Regions from separate parts of the Mus musculus genome. Here region 1 is linked to region 2. The links are chromatin contacts, called in public Hi-C maps. All regions are on one chromosome and are shown on one strand. The core of a region is the stretch at or near the end of the contact, and the rest is flanking DNA. Distances in the headings are between cores, read along the strand shown. Region 1 overlaps Gm41218 (a long non-coding RNA gene). Region 2 overlaps Sugt1 (SGT1, suppressor of G2 allele of SKP1 (S. cerevisiae)).

Evidence for each region. Hi-C and Micro-C count contacts between places; a contact is called where the count stands out from the background.
Region 1: a contact with region 2 is called in a Hi-C map of forebrain, with 4 times the contacts expected there. The contact joins two enhancer-like sites. A contact is called at or near these places in 5 of 484 Hi-C or Micro-C datasets (cortical glia, embryonic stem cells, forebrain and 2 more), 4 of 115 datasets of contacts at active chromatin or transcription factors (embryonic fibroblasts, embryonic stem cells, heart atrium and 1 more) and 2 of 9 other capture datasets (adipose tissue and pancreatic islet).

Annotation. Positions count from the first base shown.
Region 1 is chr14:79,674,536-79,680,757 of GRCm38.p6, reverse strand. The region is part of intron 2 of Gm41218 (a long non-coding RNA gene); the gene reads right to left. Among named protein-coding and RNA genes, the nearest start is that of Gm41218, 15 kb to the right of the region's middle. Within about 2 kb of position 3,232, at least 52 of the 459 cell types and tissues checked have an H3K27ac peak or open chromatin away from gene starts, as enhancers often do. A contact at or near this core is called in adipose tissue and forebrain, where this site is marked.
Region 2 is chr14:79,615,327-79,621,999 of GRCm38.p6, reverse strand. Sugt1 (SGT1, suppressor of G2 allele of SKP1 (S. cerevisiae)) reads right to left here. Exons shown (of 13, transcript NM_026474.6): 11 at 2,201-2,291. Among named protein-coding and RNA genes, the nearest start is that of Sugt1, 31 kb to the right of the region's middle. Within about 2 kb of position 4,754, at least 16 of the 459 cell types and tissues checked have an H3K27ac peak or open chromatin away from gene starts, as enhancers often do. A contact at or near this core is called in adipose tissue and forebrain, where this site is marked.

The DNA of each region.
Region 1 (6,222 bases), core at 1,983-4,482, 60 kb before region 2:
GTTGACTAGATTAATTGAAGCGGGGAGATCTCCATGAAAAGTTATACCATTCCCTGGGGTGGGGTTCTGCACTATATGGAAAGGAAAAGGCTAAGCACAAGCCTTTGTCGCTCTCTTCTCCCAGCCCCAGCAGCCCCGACGGCCTCCCCAATGACAGAGGATGCCAGGGAACTGTGAGCCAAAATGAACTTTTATCCCTTACAACTACTTTCACACCAATGAGAAAAGACGGCCCTTCTTCTGGATATGCAGAGGATGAGAGGGCCAGCAAGGAAACTAGAGCTGCTCTGGATGCCGTGTGTCAGACCTGTATCACTGACCAAGCCATTAGATTAAAAAAGCAAGAGCGGCATTAGCCATGAACAGGAGAAAAGGTGGGTATGTTGGTGCCACTTTCAGAAAGAGTTGCCCTGCGAGGTCACTGAAAGGAGCTTTTTGATAACATAAGGGCAATGACTTTTTTTTAAAAGCCTCTGCATTATAATTATGCCTTTGCGTGTTTAAAGGATTTTCAAAATCTTAGAAATCATCTGTAGGTAGATCAAACTAAATGAATGATAGCATTCAATAAGCTACTGACATCATTAAAGCATCCCAGAGTGGATAATACACAAGCTATTCCACTTGGATATTTTTAAGTTAATGTGAAATGTTGGCATAATGACAAGGAAATATGCAGTCGCACCAACTTTTCCATATAATTTCTTTTTGGGAATGTAGGACATCTTTATAGACTGGAGAGATGGCTCGGAGGGTCAAAGTACTTGTCAGCCTCATCTCCTAAGTTCAGTCCTTGGGTCGCACATGGTAAAAGAATTGACTCCTGATAGTACACACACACACACACACACACACACACACTAAATAAATTGCAATAAAAAACTATGTGTAGGGGCTGGTGAGATGGCTCAGTGGGTAAGAGCACCCGACTGCTCTTCCGAAGGTCCGGAGTTCAAATCCCAGCAACCACATGGTGGCTCACAGCCATCCGTAACGAGATCTGACTCCCTCTTCTGGAGTGTTTGAAGACGGCTACAGTGTACTTACATATAATCAATAAATAAATCTTAAAAAAAAAAAACCTATGTGTAATAAAAAGGCACCTCTCTGAAGTAGAAAGACTTGCTCTCTTTGTTTTATGAGAGGGAAACTCAGAGACCTGGAAAGCCAAGAGATTTCCTAAAGGCCAAGTCAATATCAGTAAGAACCATGGTTGAATTAGTGTAGTGCAGACTGTAGTTTGGAGCTAGAGCATGTCCCCACCCCACCCCACCCCAAAGGTCCTTGTGTCACTGACTTGGTCACCAGCCAGTGGCATTATTACTGGAGGCAGAAGCACCTTGAGTAGTAGCCTATTGGAAAAAAGTTAGGTCTTTGGGCATGTGTCCTTAGAGGGAAATTGGGACCCAAGGCCTTGCTTGTCTCTTTATTTCTCAACCACTGTGAAGTGAGTAGGTCTCCACGGCCATGTGCTCCGGCTATGATATACCATGAAGCACAGGCCCAAAGCAACAGAGCCGAGCAACCAGGGACTGAAACCTTTGAACCAGGAGGCAAAGTAAACCTTTCTTAGTCATAAGCTGATCATTGTGAGTATTTTGTCACAGTGACAGAAAGTCAACTAACATAGTACTACACAAGATACAAAGCACTTGTTAATACATAATACTCCATGGAACCTTCCTGATTGTTCTGGGACAACAATGTTACCTGTAGGACCAGTGAGCTGAAGCTCTGAAGGTGAGAATTTTCTTTTTCAAGGTGTCGTAATAGCTGTGATTGGCTCACTTAATACATATATTCCAATTTCCAAAGTCACCCTTTTCCCACAAGAATTCAAATCCACGCTTACTGGACTGCAAATCCATTTTAATTTCTGCTAAACCACCGATCCTTGAAGAAAACGGAGAAATAAATCTCCCTTCTTGAGTGGGATCTATCGAGACAGACACGTTGAGAGAATTCCAAGGCTCTCTGTTGACTCTTCCAGCTCAGTGGGTATTGAAGCTGGTCTACACAGGTCAATTGAAACTGTTCTACAAATGACAGACACCTTAGGAAGTACAGAAGTGTTAGCATGCCTCATGCATGTGCAGCACAGTATTTAAGACTCGAGATCCAACCAAGAAAAACCACCGTTCTTGAAGACCTACATGTATCGTAATACACCACCACTCAGCCATCCACCAGGTCCACGAGTTAAACTGAAGCCTGGAAAGGCAGGATCTAACAATGCAACTGTTGAGTAGACATCTGCGAAGTCTCCCCATCACCCAAAGCGCTCTGCTCAGGCCCTCGTGTGCCAGGGAGCCGTGAATGCATCTATTAACTTGACTGTCACTTTTTTTTAAAATTCAAAGTTAGCTTCATTTTTGACATTGATTTTGATGTCTAGTGTAATTTCATTTTTTCAAGCAAAATTTAAAGACTGTCATTTCCACATACTTGCACCCAATGAGAAACAGCTTTAGTGACAACTTTTTTTTATTAAGTTTCCTCATGGCCAAACAATAGTGCTTCATTCATCTGGATTGAAAGACAGGGTTGTCAGAAAATCTGTAAGCAGTTTCTGCACAAATCCCCACTCGCTATGAATAGTGCCTCTGTCCAGTCCTTTTCATAGATTGGCTTCAGCACAACACTTGGCCCGGTGGGTTTCTTAAAACCAATCTTCAGATGCCATAAAAGCCCCTGGGGTTTTCTGTTGACTCTGGAAACACCGTCCACTGTATTGAATCTTTTCATGCGGTGTGCCGGTTCCTTCACTTTCTGCATTCCTGAAATATCACAAAGTTCTGGCGTACCCAGGGTGTGCTTTTGAAAACTCAAATTGCTCCTTGCTTTTTAAACTTGGTGAAAAATAACAAACACTGCGTTTTTCTGTCTGTCAACATTTTTATTTTCCTGAGCAAAGTAAAGGCAGAGACTAAGAGAAAACAAACCTTTACATTAAATTAGCAAAGTGGAAAGATTTTTGGGTTTTTTTTTTTCTGTTTTCGAGTACCCAACTCTTACGTAACTGTGAAGCCAGTTTTCTGTTTTATTTTATCTACTTCTTATGTAACTAGGTTGTTTTTTTTTTTAAATTAATTCTGAATCAGTGGAAAGTTCAGTCCCAGGAGAACCGTGAGGGATTTAAAAGAGAGAAGAATTCCTCTAGCATATGGAGCTAGCCTCTTTCTGAAAAGAGGCTCCCCCTTGTTGGGGGAGGTTCCTCTGAACTGCAGGAGGGGAGGGAAGTTGATCGGGTGGTCTGGTCACAGCAGCAGGGAAGGTAGTGAAGGCAGAGTAACTGGGTGTGGTGATTCTCAGATTATGTCTCTCTCTCTCTCTCTCTCTCTCAATTAAATAAAAAGTTAGGAGCCTCTTGCTTGTTCACATTTGTTTTGGTTACAGTTACTCCTGGGAGGGGCAGTATTTTTACCATCTGCAAACTGGCAGCAACGCTCAGCCGCCCCATTCTACTGCAGCCTACGTTGGACGACACATTTCGGTCTCTGGTGCCCTTGCTCTGCTCCTCCAGCCTTGACTTGAAAGTCACTATTCCTGCGCGTCCACGGGTGGAGGAAGTCCACCAGCTTAGCCCTGCGAACTACCGCTGAATGGTTCTACTTAATCAGTACCTCCTCCGAGCCTGCCCTTCTGTCCGGGAATCTGGGTGCCTTGCTTCGTTTCAGTGCTCTCTACAACCTGCGGGGGTGGGTTTTGATGACCCAGCTTGACAGATGATTAAACCAGGGTTGAGAGAGATAAAAAGTTGTTCATCCATAGTCACAAAGCTCATTGGAGGGAGAAACGGGGATTCAACCCAGGATTCCCTGACTTCAGAGCCTGGTTCATCCATCCCGGGTGTGTCGGTCCTTACTTAATGTGTCACATCTGCCAGGAGAAGTGAAAGGGTCGCAAGCACACAGAGCTTGGGTGTGGCGTGCCAAGGCTGTGTGGGCGGTGAGTTAGACCTAGCAGGAATCATCTAGTTCAAGCTTCCACCCCAATAAGCAATTCTCTCTACAACATCCCATCCATACTTTCTCAGCCTGTGCTATAGTTATTCTAAAATGGGGGTTAGGGTGGGGTGGTAAATGGCTATGAATAGGAGCTCATGTAAGCATAAATATTCACCCATGGTTGAGTTTCTGCAGCAACGTTCTGTTTGGGAACAAGCGTGCAAACAGCCTTGGATCAGAGACTTCCCACCCGCAGAGCCTGGTGCCCAGGAGAGGCCCGCAGAGAGCTGCAATCAAGATCTGCCTTCCGGGTTGCCATTTACATGCCTGCCCCGGGCTCACAATCTTGAAAGTGGTCCCCCAAAGGGCTGAGTAGCCCTTTTAAAAACTGAACAAACAACAAGATAAGTATAACACAAACTCCAAGAGGAATCCCTCATAAGCCCACCAGCCAAAAATCATCTGTTTGCATTCTTCTTGCTTCCTGCCAGGCCTTGCCCACATGTAAACATGAATTTTAGAGTTGTAATCAAATGCACATTCAATTTGCTCTTCCACTTTGCAATAACATTATATCATAAGCATCTGACGCTCTATGCAGACAGCATAATTACAATTTTTAGTGACTATATGATAGTCCATCAAAATGGCATGACATAATTTGCTTAACTACTCACTCTTAGCTGTTTCTGGTGTTTTCGTTCATTATAAATTACTCCACAGTGATCATTTTCGTTTTTATTGATTTTTCTCTCCTTTTGGACTGTGGCATCAAGGATTGGCATACCCTTTAGCATAACACATTTAAATGGAATTTATCTTCAGTGACGCAGCACACAAACCTAAGACCTTAGCAGGGCTGACGTTGCTGTGTGTAGTTGTTCTTCCATGGGTTACTTAATATTTGCTGTCTAATGAGGGTGTGGTGTAAGTCCATGAAAAGCCTGCACTCGCCGAGCTGACATTCTAACAGAAACAGCAAGAGAAGTGTTCAGGTTTTGGAATATAGCTGAGTGTTGGAGTGTTTGCCTGCCTAAGATTTATAAGGCCTAGTTTTTGGAGGGTGAGAGGGAGACGGGGGGGGGGGGCGGGGAAAGGAGAGGGAGAGGGAGAGGAAGAAGGAGAGGGAGAGGGAGAAAGAGGGAGAGAGAGAGAGAGATGATTTTCAAGTCTTTACTAAACTTGTCATCTGTGGTGTGTGTGTGCATGTGCGTGTGTGTGTGTGTGTGTGTGTGTGTCTTGGGGTGGGCATTGGTTGGTTTGGGGTGCACAATTCTTGCTGTTTGTTGAGTATTTGTTTTACATTGTTGGGGGTTCAAACCAATGCCTTACACATATTATGCAAATGTTCTACCACAGAAAGTCTGCATCCCCCAGGCCCTCTCCTTTCCCTCATCCAACTCTGCCACAGTCACTTTTCTTTTCATAATATGTGTTTTACTTCCAATTGTGTGTGTGTGCTGTATCCAGAAGATATTGGATACAGCAGAGCTTAAAGGTCCAGTTAAGAGACCACATCAGGACTGGAGACATGGCTCAGTGGTTAAGAGCACTGACTGCTCTTCCAGAGGTTCTGAGTTCAATTCCCAGCAACCACATGGTAGCTCACAACCATGTGTAATGGGATCCAATGACCTCTTCTGGTGTGTCTGAAAAACAGCTATAGTGTACTCACATACATATTTAAAGAGAGAGAGAGAGAGAGAGACACCACATAAATGGCTCAGGGAAACTGAATGACATGCTGGAGATGTGGGATGCTCCAAGGGTTACAGTGGCATTCATAGAAAGACCATAGATTGAAGTCTAACTCATCCAGTGTGCAGAAGTGACAGCTACATTTGTTTGGTAGCTCTTGGGGGTAGGTCAGAAAAAATGATCCTGTCCTGGTGTTGGGTATAGGACCCTCTCCAAAATTCTCTGTGCTTATGTGGCAAAATGCCAGAAACAAACAACAAAGCCATTTGGGTTGCCTTCACCCCATCAGCTTCTCCCAATCGCAAGGCAACCTGCTCTTGAGTAGAAATGGATTCTCTTTCCCAGCAAGGATCACTGAGGTTGGGGCTCTGAGTCCTAGTCTTTCCTGAGTGGTCACGGCAAGTTGCTTCCCAGTAGTATCTTCCCAGTAGATGAAGGCTAAACGTCTGCTAATGGCCTTACAAGTTGGCTCTGAGCATCGTGTGGCGTGAGACTTTTTTTCTTGTAAACTCTGATGTCTATAGAAGTGTTGGAAGGCAAGGGAGCAGAAAGGGAAAGCAACAAGCCATGTATCCCT
Region 2 (6,673 bases), core at 3,505-6,004:
TGTGTGTGTGTGTGTATAAAATTGGGTATGCATTTCACATCTTAATACACACTACTTCAAGTGGTAAACAGCCAGCAGCTACTAAAAGAGACAGTATAGTTTACAGTACTAGAGAGAGAGAGAGAGAGAGAGAGAGAAAGGAAGGAAGGAAGGAAGGAAGGAAGAAAAAGTAGGGAGGGAGGGAGGGAGGGAAGGCAGGCAGGCAGGCAGGCAGGCAGGCAGGCAGGCAGGCAGACTCCAGGTTCCCCTGTCACACTGGAACACAGTAACACTAAATGCTCCTTCTCCAATAATTCTACATCCCTTTTCTAAAAATAGTTGAGAAACTACTAAATAAACATTTATTCTGTTTTCCTGTGCCTTTTTACCTATAAATAAACCAACTTTTTCTTTATCCAGTCTTCATCAAAGTAAATTCCAGGAAGACCTGGTGCAGTTTCATCCAGAGTGCACTTATTGCTTTAAACATCCTAAATGTCACTTCCCTCTATTGGAAACGCTATCTTTGTACATTTTACTGGTAGCCAAGGAAAACAAAAACCCTAAGACATTGTTAAGGAGCTGGGAACATGGATTTAATTAATTCTAATGCTGACTCCCAGGAAGAATGGGAATGAAATTTTAATCTCTACTCTACAGATAAGAAAGCCGGCCTAGATAGGTTAAGTGCCTTGCCCTTATCTACAGTTTCCAGCTTGCAATACACAGGATCTGACAAGCATATTAATTCTTCGAGAAACACACAGGACAGGAGGGAGTGCATCTTGAATTTCTAAAAGATTCAGTTTAGAAAAACTGCCCACACACACACACACACACACACACACACACACATACACACACACACACTCCCTTGATATTTAATCTCAGAACGACTTGAATCACTGGAGACGGTAGGTGAAGTACTGAGAGCAATCTACATCTCTGCCCACTCACTCTACCACTCAACTGTGACTGCAGAGATCATCTCCACTGATGGAGAATGAGCCCCACAGGACACAGCAAGAGTTACCAGAACCACACCCATTTTGCCCTGAATTTTAGTACTCCACAAATCCACTAAGTGATCTGAACAGGTAAGATACCTGGGCCGCCTACTCTTATGAGCACTGTATTTATTACACAGCTGTTCACTATATAAACCTCAGCCTCCACAGATCCACTAAGTGATCCAAACAGGTAAATACCTGGGCCGCCTATTATATGAGCACTGTACTTATTACACAGCTGTTCACTATCTAAACCTCAGCCCCAAACCTCTGAGAGTCATTCCCAAGGGATGGCCATAAAATATTTACCCTTTAAAATATCAACTAGAAATCATCTTTGCTGTCTCCCCTGGTTTTCCTAACTTTGCTACAAATTATTAAAATTCTATCACTATGTAAAGAAACACATATTTTTGCAACTTTTGTACATTCATGAAATTCTGACACACACACATACATACAGGACCTGTTAATAACTCACTTTCTAAAAATTGTCACAAGCACATGTGTTTTCTACTATATTAGGGGCAAAAATCTGAAAGTAGCTGAGACACAATGTTGGCTTGTTTCAGCCATCAAATCAGAGTATTAAACAACAAAAAGAAATTTCTCCCTATTCAGTAATGAGGCAATTACACTAAGATACAATCTTAGGTTGCAGTTCTAAGAAGGTCCTGCAGGTTAATTATTCCACTAGTAAAAAGATGCCTATCTGCTGATAACACATGCGCAGAACGGACTTCTGCACATAAAGGGCTATAGGATCAACTCTAGCTGTTTCCTCTTCTACGTGCTCCTTTCCTGATCTGTGTCCATCTCTGTCTTAGTAAGAAATAGTCCTAATGCACTACTCTGTGAACTCCTGAGATTCTAGGAGATCAGAGATGGAAAAATCAGTTGGAAAAGCAGAGAGGAATAAAGAAGAGACAGGGAAGGGTGCATCAGTAATGCAAACTGTCTCACCATGGGCGAGAGCGGAACACCAGGCAGCACAGACATTTGCTGGCTTGAGTCATAAGCTGACAGAGCGGACAGTCCCAACTCCTCTGGGCCTGGCCACGACGTGTCTGTATTCAAATGTTGGACATCAGAATGACTTTATTATATCCAAAGCATCTTTACTTCATAAACGAAGCAGTAGGGAGAGTGCTCATTACTATTTGATTTCAGCTACACAATGACCGTGAACTTCAGGAGGCCAGGGTACAAACCTGCTGTGAACTGTTTCGGTGTGGGCTCATCTCCTTGTCCCTCTAGCTTTTCCCATCTCACCGCCTCTGGCTTTTTCATTTTAATTTCAATCTGAAAGAAACAGCAAAAAAAAAAAAAAAAAAAAAAAACCCATTACTCAACCTAAGATACATAAAACAGCAAAAATGCAATTTTCATAACTAATCAAAGTTTTTAAGAATTAAGTGTCTTTGATAGTTTGCCTACATTATACAAAGTTAGATCTGAAGAATTATAAAAATTTTACTCTTATTAAAAAGATCCTTGTTTCACCTGAAGAGCACCATATACTAGCACTTACATTTATTGAAAGCCACTGTAACCTGGGCATTTGTGCACTTTGAACAAAGAGGCCTTTATCTCTTAGCACAAGCTGATCCAACTTGAAGTTCTACTTAATCCACTCACTAAGACAGTAGCATGCACACCATAAACCATGAAAGGCAACCTCGTAGAAGTTCAAAAGATGGGGAGAAGTATGAATTCCTTTTTATTCTTAATTTTCAATTCATACATGCTCTTAAAATTTAAATTTAAATTTAAGTCTTGAGGACTCTGGTAGATACTTCTAGAATTATCTGCCCAGTTTCAGAAATGTTTTCATTGTAACCATCAATAAGCAAACTTATTTGTGTTTAAGTGAAACTTCCTTAAGTGTTTGAGAAGATGGCTCAGTTGGTAAAGAGCTTGCCCCGCAGGCCTAAGGACCGGGTTCAGACCCTCAGTACCCATGTACAAAGCTGGGCACGGAAGCTTGCAACCCCAAAGCGAAGAAGATAGAGATGGGGTGGGTTGGGGTGCGAGCAAGGGGATCCCTCAGGTTTGCCGGCCAATCACTGAGCTCCAGGTTCAGGGAGAGACCAGGTCTCAAAAAGGGAAATGGGGAAGACACCAGATGTTGACCTGCCTTCACACACGTTCACTCACATGCGTATGCATGCATCCCCCAACACACAATTATCTTAAAACTTTGGTAATTTAAATATTACTCTCAAGTACACAGAAAATGCTTTTAAGAGATGATCATATATCAGAGAAGTAGCTATAAGCCATCTGTAAGAACCAGTTTTGTGCTGGCTCACCAGTTCTCAGTATTATAATACCACCAGCCCACCTCTGAGGACTCTGTGTGTAAGAGAATTCATTCATTTCTCTCAGAGGACAATTGCTCCAGCACTACTCCTAAGCAGCCATGGTATCCATTCCCTTCTCTGAGCAAGAGCCACAGACTGGTGGGAGAAGGGTTTCCTCAGGACCTGAGGCTCTCTGGCAGCTCTTCAGGATGAAACCTTCTGAGCATTCTAAGCAGTCAAATTCCTTGGCTGTTAGAGCAGTATCTCAGGAACCTGTGAGCGGACTCAGGAATCTACCCTTATTCAACCATGTGCAGGTCAGAGGGCAATTTACAGGAAGCTGGTTTTCCCTCACCTCTTCTAACTGCTTAATTCTAATATTTACTGCAGGTTGAGATTGAGTCAGGGCAACATTTCCTGTACAAGGCCAAGCTATCAACATATTCTTCCCTCCCACTGTATGTCTGATTGACCACCAAAATCCTATGTCATATGACTCTGCTTGAAGACTGCAAACAACATTCCAATGTACAACATACACACTGGAAAAGAGCTGGTTATTCAGTGGAACATATACTAAAATGCCAACGGTGACTATGGCATGAGTTCTGCTCAAAAGATCTGGATGTTTAAAGGGAAGCATGCTAAAATGTCATCTGTGGTAGCAGGGATTGCCTTCTCTGCTTTTTTTAGAGCCCATATAAAACTCTGAATTATGAGGGTAAGTAGCACTGTGTGCTTAGTGCTTTACATATGCCAGCGCACTTTACAGAACCATGGAAGATTATTGTCTACATTTTATTTATTTGCATGTATGAGTGTACCTGCATGTGTGTGAATTCGTGTACAAAGATATCAGATGTGACCCTCATTCATTCACCTTCTATCCTGAGATGGGGTCTCTCACTGAACGTAGAGTACAACATTTTAGCTAGTCTGACAAGCCACCTTGCTCTAAGGATCTCCTGTGCTTATCTCCTGGATGCTGAGAAGCACGAACAGCCACCACACCCACCTGATTTCATGCAGGTTCTAGAAATCTGGGTCCTCAGTGTAGCAAGCTCTTTACCCACTGAATCCCATCTTCCTAGCACTACTGCATATAACACTGCCTCCCTCTGCTGTTTGAAAAAGGAAATGATCAAAGATTTCACCATTTAGTTCCCTAAAGAAACATAATTACAAAAAAAAAAAATTTCAATTTGTTTTTGAAAAACACAGCAGTTTATGATTACATATGGAAGATATGTTGACCCGAGGGTCAGAACACTGGTCTCCTATCTGTAGGTCTCTCGACCCTGTATCCAGCTGTGCAGCTGAATCCAGGAACCACCAAAGCTTTGGCAACAGTAACACCACCACAAGCTAATTCTAAGCCAAATGTGTAAGGAGCCCTGGCATTTGGGCAGCCCTAGCCAATACCGCACTGAACAGCATCACGGCAGCCTTAGCCTGAACACACAGCATGCACTCTCTGCCCTGTGCGTGCTCTCTCAACACGCTACCATGCTGCAACATTAACTGAATGCTGCCTGAAACCCCTTGGCTGGGATTCAAAAACTGGTGTATGTTAATAAACTGCAGTCATTTTGCTGGACACACCTTTTGTGATCTTTAAAAAAAAAAGTCAAAACCAAAAGCGTGGCTTAATTACAGAAAACTAAGACTTTACTATATTCCTCCTGCCAAACCTTGGCATAGGAGTATCAAACTATTCTATCCTGGGATTTTATTGTGAAATTGCTAACATGAATTTCATAAACATGAATAAATCATTCAATGAATTCTGGCTTGGGATTAGGACAGAATTTCCAACAGTTTCTGAAATGGCCCTAGAAGTGCTTGTCATTTTCTACTATGTTTATGTGAACTGATGGTTACAAAAACAAAGGTCAAACAACACTTAAAAAATCTCCTTGATGCTCTATGCACCAAGTAACAACCAAGTTTAATTCTTTGTGCAAAAACCAAAGATCACCTATCTTAGCTTTTCTTTCATTTTTAGTAAATGGCAAGGTTCTACATATAACCGAATAATCATTTAAAAATAAATTCTTTAAAATTTCTTTAAAATTTATTATTACTGAACACTTGAGTTATATTATATATCTATATATTCCCAGGGCCACATAAAATGTTCTCAAGCAAAATGGTTATAAAAGCCCTGCTTTAGACACAACCTTAGAATCTTAAATTCCATTCAGAACAAAGAAAAACCTAAGAAGCATCGCTCTTGTATCCTGGGCCAGCACAAACAACTAACAGAGATCCCCCTGCCTGAGGGTTGGAACAGGTATGTGCCACGTTATTATTTACTACAGTGTAAACTTTGAGACCGTTTTCTTCCTTGAGCCTTTAATCCCAGGACTCAGGAATCAGAAGCAAGCTGATTTCTGGGAGTTTGAGACCAGCCTGTTCTATGGAGGTAGTTTGGGGACAGCAAGCTCTACACAGAGAAATCCTGTCTCAAAAATAAAACAAACAAAACCCAAAACATTCACTCTATCAATTCCAATTCAGGTTCCTCCACAAGCATCGCTGAGCACTGTGTATATAGGGGGAGAACTACCAAATCTAGCAGATAAAAATAGTATGAGTATATTTATGCCAAAGTTATTCAGTTGCCAGGTATGATGGCACACACCTTTAATCCCAGCACTTGGGAGGCAGAGGCAGGCGGATTTCTGAGTTCGAGGCCAGCCTGGTCTATAAAGTGAATTCCAGGACAGCCAGGACTACACAGAGAAACCCTGTCTCAAAAAAACAAAACAAAACAAAACAAAAAACAAAAACAAAACAAAAAAACCTAAAATAAAATAATAAATTCATAACCTGAAATACAAACTGCATTTATATGCCAAACATTATGTGAAATACAAATTCTTAAGTCATTCATCATCTCCTCACAGAAATCAATTCTTTTTTTTTTTTTTTTTTTTTTTAATTAATTTATTTATTTATTATATGTAAGTACACTGTAGCTGTCTTCAGACACTCCAGAAGAGGGCATCAGATCATGTTACAGATGGTTGTGAGCCACCATGTGGTTGCTGGGATTTGAACTTCGGACCTTCGGAAGAGCAGTCGGGTGCTCTTACCCACTGAGCCATCTCACCAGCCCCAGAAATCAATTCTTAATAAATGACTTCAAATGGACATGCAGTAGGGCTCTCTTGGGCTGGGAAGATGCCCAAGTGGTAAGCTTGCACAGGGTCCCAGGTTCAGTACCTAGCAACAGGAGGCAGGAGGCGGATGTAGGTGGAGTTCACAGATGGACAATAAGAAAGGACAATATCTAAATTTTGGCATTCAAAAGGCCGAGGCAGGAGAATGGACAGCTTGAGGGGAGCCTTTGACTTAGAAACCAAAACAACTTAAAAA